Regions from separate parts of the Mus musculus genome. Here region 2 is linked to region 1. The links are chromatin contacts, called in public promoter capture Hi-C maps. All regions are on one chromosome and are shown on one strand. The core of a region is the stretch at or near the end of the contact, and the rest is flanking DNA. Distances in the headings are between cores, read along the strand shown. Region 1 overlaps Dach1 (dachshund family transcription factor 1). Region 2 holds the start of Mzt1 (mitotic spindle organizing protein 1).

Region 1 (4,360 bases), core at 1,217-3,716:
TATGCTTTTCAGAATCATAATATATTTATATGTTAAAATTATTGTTTTGCATTAAAGTGATTTTATTTCATATCAGTCTCTATAATTAGACTGTGAATTCATGTGGTTAAAGGGATTGAGTTCTATATTGATCCTTATTCCTAAGATTATTAATATGATGTCTAAGATACTATTGCCATTCAAAACTGTTTAAAGGGCTGGAAAGGTGACTCCATGGTTAAGAACATAAAATTTAAAAAGTTAAATATTATATTTTTTATTGTCTTAAAATCAACTCCTCAGCCATCACCTAAGTCCTCTGAGAAGTAAAAATTCTAAAATGAAGACAAGAAGGAGAAATAAGAAGCAATCTCAGATACGAGATATAAAGAATTAAAAATGAAATCTCTGCAAAGGGGGTCCAAATTCAGTTAAGCATCTTAAGTTTAGCCATTTTAGTAGTTTTTCAAATTTACATATTTTAACATATTTTATATCATAGCTTCAGTATCTAGTACTTTTATAACTTTGCCCCATAATGTCTCAGCCAGCAAATTGGTCGTCTGCAGTGAATATTATATTTTATTGATTTCTTGTGTTGTGATACTTTTAATAGTAAGTGGTTGAATATAGTTGTTTCCAAAGCTATGATTAAAATAAATGCTTGTTATACTTATAAAACAAGGAAGATTGGCTACAGAATAGATCCAATTTGTCTTAAAGATACTGTATATAAGTCAGACTTTAGTGTTGTACAATAAGTTGTAGAAAGTTATTAATCTATGCATTCCAAGCAGTGTACAATTGCTTATTAGTCCCAGAACTACTCTCTGACTCTTCTCGGTACCCTTTTTAAAATACACAGTCCTTACTTAGAGAGCCTCACAATATTCTTCCACTAACTGAGCCTTGGACAAGCTCACACATTGTAGGACCTTAGTATCTACTAAAGATACTAAGGCTGAATGTCTTTCTGCAGAGAGAGAACTAAAATTATGGTTTGGTAATTCTACAAATGTGGTGATTAAACCTTGATGAAGACGGTTTCTATAAAAACAGCTCAGCCTTCTCAGACCTCTTCTCATCTGCTCTCTATTGAAGGATCTAAGTTCATAGCAACTTTCATGTCAAAGCTACCTGTTTTGTCTATTTATGTATCGAAATATTGAAGTCAAATCAAATAGTAGTTGTATTGTTATCCCACATCCTATTAAAAATGTCTTCAAACACAAGACAAAACAAATAGAGCAGAAGACAAGACTCCAAAGGTAAAGGAACTTTCTCCCAAGTCAGATGATATGCGTTCAGTCCCAGGAAATTATAGGATAGAAAGAGAAAACCAGCCTCAATTACATGTCATTTGATCTCCATATGGGGGCCAAGGTATGCATGCATACATGTATACACACACACACACACACACACACACACACACACACACACACACACACACACACACATACACACACACACACACACACACACACACACTCACACACATAAATCCACCATTCAACAACCAAACAAATTTACATATATTTGTATTGTATAATTTTTATAAAATTATATGATAGATGTGATAGATAGATGTTTAAAAAAATTAAAAAAAACTTCTAAAGCTTGAGTGTTACTAGTAAATCTTGAAAATAATTAGCCAGGTGGTGCTTCTAAGAAGTATCTTAGTGTGCACTGTTTCCCTACAGATAATGAAACAATGCTTATAGAAAAAAATTAAACATTTTTCTCATTAGTGTTTACAGGGAAGTGTAGGAGTTTCAATATTTTATGACAAGCTTTTTATCAGGCTTTTGACCTTTATTATATAAAGATAACTGATATTAAATATGATATCAGTGTCAAGCATCATGGTTCACATGGCTTTTAGGAGGCTGAGACAGGAACATTCAAAATTCCCTAGGCTGCCCTGGGCTACACAGAGAGAGCCTGTCTAAGCCAAACCAAAACACAATGACCAATATAGACAAACGAAGAGAAGAGTTAATGACTGACAGCTAGTTTCAGCATCTCAGCTTCTTGTACTGTTTTGTTTACCACCCTCCTGAAATACATTAACTTAACAGACAATGGCGTTCTTCAGATTTCAGTGTTGCAGTGAGTTATAAATGTGTGCCTTGTTTTTCCAGTCATGTCTACAAGATATGATTTGGCCTATATTTGTTTCTAATTGTTTGAGAATTTCATGAAATACTTTAGGAAATGTGAGACACCCTAGGGTATTGCGAAATCTGGGCTGGAAATCACTGGCCCAGAGAAGGGTTGCTAAATTCTGACAGCTGTTGGGTCAGTGGACTAAGCCATTTAACCTCAATAAACCTCATTTTCCTCATCTGTAAAACAAATCTCCTAATGTTGACCTAATTCATAGCTCAGGTTGGCAGCAGCTAGGAAAATATTAGGAGTGAACATCCTCCACTAAAGAATTAACTCCCGTGTCTCTCAAGAATTTCACATACCACTGAGCAGACAGTTCACTGCATGGCATAAGAAGGGGGAAGTTAGGTACATTATTGGTAGGTGGACAAGAGCCAGAACACCAGTCTCAAACTTTTAGGGTATTATTTGGTCGTCCCCACATCAGGAATCATGGGTAGTGTTAGAAGGGAAATGTATATGAGTAGAAAAGGAAGCTCTGGTCAGAGTTAGAAGTGAATTCTTGTATTCTAAAGTGTTGTTTGATCAGTTTTGAACTGTTTCAGGAAGTATTTTGCTAAGGGTGTATATGAAAGAAAGAAATAAAATAAAGAAAATTTGCAAAAATACTTGAACAGAAAATGAAAAGGTATATTGAGGCACACAATCATCAGGCAAAACAAATCCAAACTTGTTGGCTTCTGGGTTATAACAATGGTATTGCCTGTAGCCGGAATCAATTAGGATATTTTGAAACAATGAGGCATTTAATCATTTATATATTAACTATGACATGAAGATTACTTTATATTCCTTTTGAGTGATTGGTACACATAGAAACTGATATTTCTTGTATAGATGGTTAGAGCTCTTGGCAGCTGTTGAAATAGCTGACCACAGTGACTTTAGTTTTTTCTTTTTTTTTTTTTTAAGGAAACATGAAACAATCAAAAAGAGGATAAACCATTGCTGATAATTGAGAATTGATTATATTTCAAACTCTCAAAATGCGGATGGCTCCTGAGCTTCCTCACAGTTGTTAGGAGAGGTAGACTGCTGGCTGTAAAATATTGAATACAATTTCCTTCATGCTGTTGCCAGAAGGAAGTCAGGAATCTTTGCATTTTTCTATAATTTAGCACTTTGAACATAGCAAAATTACAATTCATTTGTCTACAAAAAATCATAGTTAATAAAAAGCACATTAACGTTTTGCATTCTTTCTCTTTTAAACTAGGACATCTGAATCAGATGTTGAAATAAAGATTAGCCTTTTTTTTTTTTTGCATGGGATGGCAGTGCACGAACCTTTTAAGGGATCTGTGAATTATTGCCTTGGTTCAGCATGAGTGCAATGAGAAGAAATGTACCTCATCTGTAATACACTGTGTAGACTAATATCAGCTCCTTTTTTTTCTTATATTGCAGTGAGATATTGATCTGGTAAAATGGTACCATATTGGAGCTGTCTGTTGTGGTATTCATCACTCTGTCACATCCCTAGTGCCTTGGAGTTATTGGAAAGTGGAATTGAGAGAGTTCTGTCATTTGCTGTGGCAATTCATTCACAGGACAGTCACTACAATACTTGCAGTGGTTCACTTATCTTTCTAGCTGGGATAGTTTCACCTTCAGTAATAAGATGGCCTTTCCATGCATAGTGGTATAAACAGGTGAGCTTTAACTCTCCCTGAGTTTGCCTTTGCCGTCTATCCTTACTCTTTTCTAGTCTCTACTCACACCTTTTGACAGTCCTGAGGCTGATGTTTTGAGTTTATTCCTGTGAGACATATCTGAGCTATGGTTTCAAGCTTCTTTGCTTTATCTGATGGTAGCAAGAAAGCAGAAGATGAACTTTTATATGTAGAAAGCTTTGCATTCCTTCCCACGAGAACATATCAGTTAGTGTTAAAAGAGCTTTCAAAAGTGTAGAAGATACTGTCAATCCTCAGTGAGTAGATGAAATGCTTTGAATGGATTATTTTTGTTTTGTATTCTTGCTAACAACCTGATGATTATACTGGAATGACATGTTACTTTAAAAATAATTTAGAAACAAGGATCCCATCTGACGAAGTAAGTGTTATCTCTGAAGGGCATCAATATAAAGTGTAAGAACAGTTTCTCCTCGGGAATTTTTCCAGCAATAAAACTCTCAGCTCTAGCTAGGAAACCAAGCAGAGAATATGGACAGAAGTCCACAGCTTATAGTCTAACGGTTTTGCAAAAG
Region 2 (4,360 bases), core at 1,125-3,624, 980 kb before region 1:
GACCTCAGGAGTGCTACTTAATGGCTTGGCTCAGCTTGCTTTCTTACAGACCCCAGGACTACCAGCCTGTCAATGGGACCATCCACAATACACTGTGCCCGCCTATACTAAGTTTTAATCAAGAAAATGTCCAACAGGTTTGGCTGAAATGCAATCTAATGGGCGCATCTTCTCAACGGAGTCTGAGACTTGAGCTTAAAGTCAAGCTGACATCAAAGCAGCCAACGCACCTTGCTTTACAGCTTTTCTAGGAAAGTGTGCTTAACAAATCAAAAGAGCCTTGCCAGTGTAGCAAAGTAAAAACAAGCAACCCTGATTTCCTGAAGAACACACTTCCTATGTTCCCTCCTTCTGGTTAATATTATTCATAGCACATGCGTTACAATTTTTTTTCTTCCGGTTTTTCGAGACAGGGTTTCTCTGTGTGGCCCTGGCTGTCCTGGAACTCACTTTTTGTAGACCAGGCTGGCCTTGAACTCAGAAATCCGCCTGCCTCTGCCTCCCGAGTGCTGGGATTAAAGGAGTGTGCCACCACACCCGGCTACGCATTACAATTTCAAAATTGCTCATTTTGCTGAGTTTTTTTTTTTTTTTTTTCCAACAGTGCAGGACTTTGCTCCCTTTTATAATAACCACAAGCTTTATTAGGGCTGAACGTTTTCAAATGGCTGGGCAAAAGGAAACAAAGGTATCACTATTTTATGACAGAAAAATAATAAGAAATTCACATTTCTGTGTCCATAATTCGTTACTAGAGCGTGGCATGTTTGTCTCCATATTGGTCTTGGCTGCTGTCTTTGGTCTGAGGTATATATGAGTAGCTCAGCTGTGACCAGCTAACTTGTAAAGCCTGTGTGCTGTTTCTGTGCTGGTGTGGGCAGTTCCTGGATGTCGACCTCCTGCATAAGAGCGCTCAGATCATGTCTGCTCAAAGAACCATTACAAGATTAGGTGCCATCTTCTTCTTGTATTTACACTTAAAATTATTTGTAGTTACTTTCACTTAAAATCACTTGTAAACACTAGGCAAGAGAAACTTACTGGTAGTTTTGTGGACTTAAAGATAGAAGGACTAGCAAGGGTTTGTTCATGGAGATTAGAATAATCACTGGGACTTTCAAAGGGATTTAAAACAGGGATCCTTCCTGGAGTTTCTGGTGTTATTTGCATTTTTAATTCGCTGACATCTCCCATAGCCCAGGAAGCAAACTAGAAAGAAATCAAAAGTACACATATTAAAATTACTGAATATCATAGATATTAATCCCGACAAAATACATTCAACATCTCACTCCAAATCGAATCCTCTTGGGGTTAAGTTTCTATGGTTTACAAAGGAGAATCAGCCCTGCACGTTTTCTCAGATGATCCGGAGCCGAGCCTTGGGAGCTGGGGAAGGTACGGCAATGCTCCTATCACTTTTTCAGAGGAAGCAACGCATGCACGGAAGTTATGCGGCATATATGAAGCAGCCAACCGGTTATGAGTGGGCTCTGGTCCAATCTGATTACACCAAAAATAAGTGCCTTTCCAACCAAACGACTTCTATTTATCGTTTTCCTTATTCATCATCTCAAGACAAAACCGTACGAACACCGTCCGGATACCCAAGTAATTCCACACAGAACTGCAATTTTTACTACTGGCACGTTAGTCCTCACTTGAACAGGGTGAGTGACAGGCTGGACCCAGGTGGGGATTTAAACTACTTTTCCTAAAGAGCACTCCCCCTCCGGGATCCAAAGGCACGCTGCATTCCTTCCAAAGAGGGTTACAGCCAGAAGGGAGATGGGGGCGGGGGTGAAGAAGAAGAAAAGAAAAGAATTTACTTTTGTAAGATCAAAGTTGAGCGGGCTCCCTCGGAAACAGCAGAGACGTCACTTCCAGCGACCATTCAGTGTCCAGGCGCCCTCTCTCTCTGCTCCCCTTCACACCTAGGCGAGCTCACAGGTACGTCTGGGGCCAGGAAACCAGAGCGGTCCACCTCGAAGCAGGAGTCCAGGCCTGGGGCCACGGAGAACGTACCTACACTCGTGGGCAACGTGGAAGTTCTAGCATCACCCTGCAGATGCCCACGCCAGGCGCCGACTCTTTAACTCCCTCCGTGCTCTCCGGCCAACCAGGGCGCGGGGCGGGGAGAGGTCACCGGCCAATCGCGTCCCACCGCCGTCCGCGAACCAGCCAATGGCGTCGAGGCGGCCGGGTGAATTCGAACGCTAACTCCTCGCTCTACGTTCCGCGCAAGGGAACGAGGCTCCAAATTCAAATCAACGCGGTCCGGCGTCGGCGCTCGGCGCTCGGCGCGAGGGGGCGTGGCCCGGGCGGCGGGGGCGTGGCCTGGGCGGTGCGAGCGCCGCCGCGCGGTGTGTGGGCGGGGCCGAGCGGCGGCGGGCGCTCCAGTTCCGGGTCAGGCCTTCTCCCACCGGGGCGGGGGCCTCTCCTCTCCATGGCGAGCGGTAGCGGCCCGGGCGCGGCGGCCTCGGCCAACCTGAACGCGGTGAGGGAGACCATGGACGGTGAGTGCGCGTCGTTCTCGTCTGACCGGGCCTGCGCTTCCCGGCGCCGAGCCCCCGGATGGAGGCGTCGTAGAGGGCCCCACGGTCCCCGCGTCGGCCTCGGCGGTATCCTGCGAGGGGACGGGGAAGGGGACCCGCCGCGACCTCGAAGCTGGCGGCCCCAGAGCTCCGGTCTTCCGCTGCGGCGGAGTTTGGCGCGCGCGGGGCGTTCCAGGCCTCGCGACCGCTGCCTGCGAGCCCATCCTGGGGCCACGCGACCCGCCAAGTGTCTGGCGCCTGCTCGTGTCTGGCGCGTGCTCGTGGCCTGGGGACCCGGGGCGAAAGGGGTCGTGGACCTTTTTGTCCACGCGGTGAGCTCAGTTCCGGGGCCCAGGCGTTTCAGTAACGGGTTATTTGTTTCCAGTGATTGAGCACCACTCCCCGTCACCATCTCCCACTCCTTAGATCGGGCGACACGGGTGACCGCGGTTGTGGGTGTGTCCGCGCCCGCTGCCTGATAGGTAGAGCGCACCCAGAGGTACAGAAATAAGTCTCAGAGTTCCCTTCTCTCTGCTATGGTTCTGCAGCTTTGTCCCTCTCGGACCCAACACTTAGAAAGTAACTATTATTCGTAAACAATAAAATAAAGTTGTAGCTCCGGGTATTTAAAATAAGACAGCCAGGTAAAGTGTGTGTCAAGTGATCGGTTTTATTTGCTTTTTCTTTTGCGTTAGCAAGCATCTTTCTTTGTCTTAATTTTACACGTTTCCATCTACGTGTGGTTCTACATGTCTGTTTTGGCAGTGGCTTTGATGGTTTCCAGAGGTTACCCCCTCAACATCTTTCTCAAAAGATAACCTTACGCTTTGCAGTGGTTTTCCCCACCTAATTGTTTGCCACATTGTTCTTTTTCTGTCTCCAGCCTGTCTTTTTTTTTTTTCTTTTTTCTTTCATCTTAGATGTTCCACGGCTTATTGTTTTGTAAAAATAAATGTATGTACACAAGGGTACCGTTGTGGTTTTTAGGTTGTGTTGTTCTGAGATAAGACTCTTGCCTGTGTAGCCTAGAGTGACCTCAAGTTCCTGAGCTTCTCTTTTTGCCTCTGGAGCGTCCATGGGGTGCTGGGTGCACCAGTGTGTGTTGTGAGTAGTGTCTGAAGAGAACTGGTTAAGTTGGTGGGCCTGCTGTGAGGGCTAAGGCTTTGCATCCCAACCTTTTGTGAGAGAACGTGTTGTAAAGTAAAAAGTACACAGTATAAAAACATTTAAGAAGTTTGTTTGCTTTTTTAACGAAGTAAGAGTATGTGTGAGGTTTTAGCCCATTTAAGTCATTGTAAAAGAACCAGCATGAAATTTTCAGTTTGGATCTTCCTTTGATAGCAGTTTTTCTTGAAGCTCAAATTTTTTTCTCCTTATCATTTTGCTCATTTCAGGTTACTAACAGTGACTTTAAGCTTTTCCTGTCAGTGGTTGCTAGGTTAGTGGGACTCACCTGTAAAGTGTTCTTTTCAATTTCGAGGGCAAGCAGGTATGTAACTTTGCACATGTTGTGGGAGGAATATGATTTTTCCCAGCCGTACACTCACAAACAAGACAAGGAAGTCTCTATCGATGGAAGAGAGGTTTTCCCTATACGACAGGAGCAGGAGGGAACCACGGTGGGGTTTTGAGGCTTTTGAGGAAGCGCATTGCTCTGCAGAAATGCACCATCTGCCATCCCAGGATGGAGAAGCACCCGCTGTGTGGGGAGCTAAGATGCTTCTATTAACCTTTGTCCTGAGAACTTGGGTCGGATTGAGAGGTGTCAAGGAGCTTGTGACCAGGAAGAGCTTCCCATCTGCATCCAAATGTCACAAAGTACAAAA

What was found. Promoter capture Hi-C pulls out the DNA fragments that hold promoters and counts their contacts.
Region 2: a promoter capture Hi-C map of neutrophils shows a contact between it and region 1, with 4 times the contacts expected there. The contact joins the promoter of Mzt1 here to the enhancer-like site in region 1. A contact is called at or near these places in 7 of 39 promoter capture datasets (the HPC-7 cell line, cranial neural crest, frontonasal cranial neural crest and 4 more) and 5 of 115 datasets of contacts at active chromatin or transcription factors (astrocytes, embryonic hindbrain, embryonic midbrain and 2 more).

What each region holds. Positions count from the first base shown.
Region 1 is chr14:98,065,602-98,069,961 of GRCm38.p6, reverse strand. All of the region lies in intron 1 of Dach1 (dachshund family transcription factor 1), which reads left to right. Among named protein-coding and RNA genes, the nearest start is that of Gm25831, 100 kb to the right of the region's middle. Within about 2 kb of position 2,466, at least 17 of the 459 cell types and tissues checked have an H3K27ac peak or open chromatin away from gene starts, as enhancers often do. A contact at or near this core is called in hematopoietic stem and progenitor cells and neutrophils, where this site is marked.
Region 2 is chr14:99,044,150-99,048,509 of GRCm38.p6, reverse strand. Mzt1 (mitotic spindle organizing protein 1) reads left to right here and starts at 2,374. Exons shown (of 3, transcript NM_175245.4): 1 at 2,374-2,516. The coding sequence starts at 2,447. Bora (bora, aurora kinase A activator) reads right to left here and starts at 2,133. Exons shown (of 12, transcript NM_175265.5): 1 at 1,830-2,133; 2 at 1,042-1,209. The coding sequence starts at 1,194.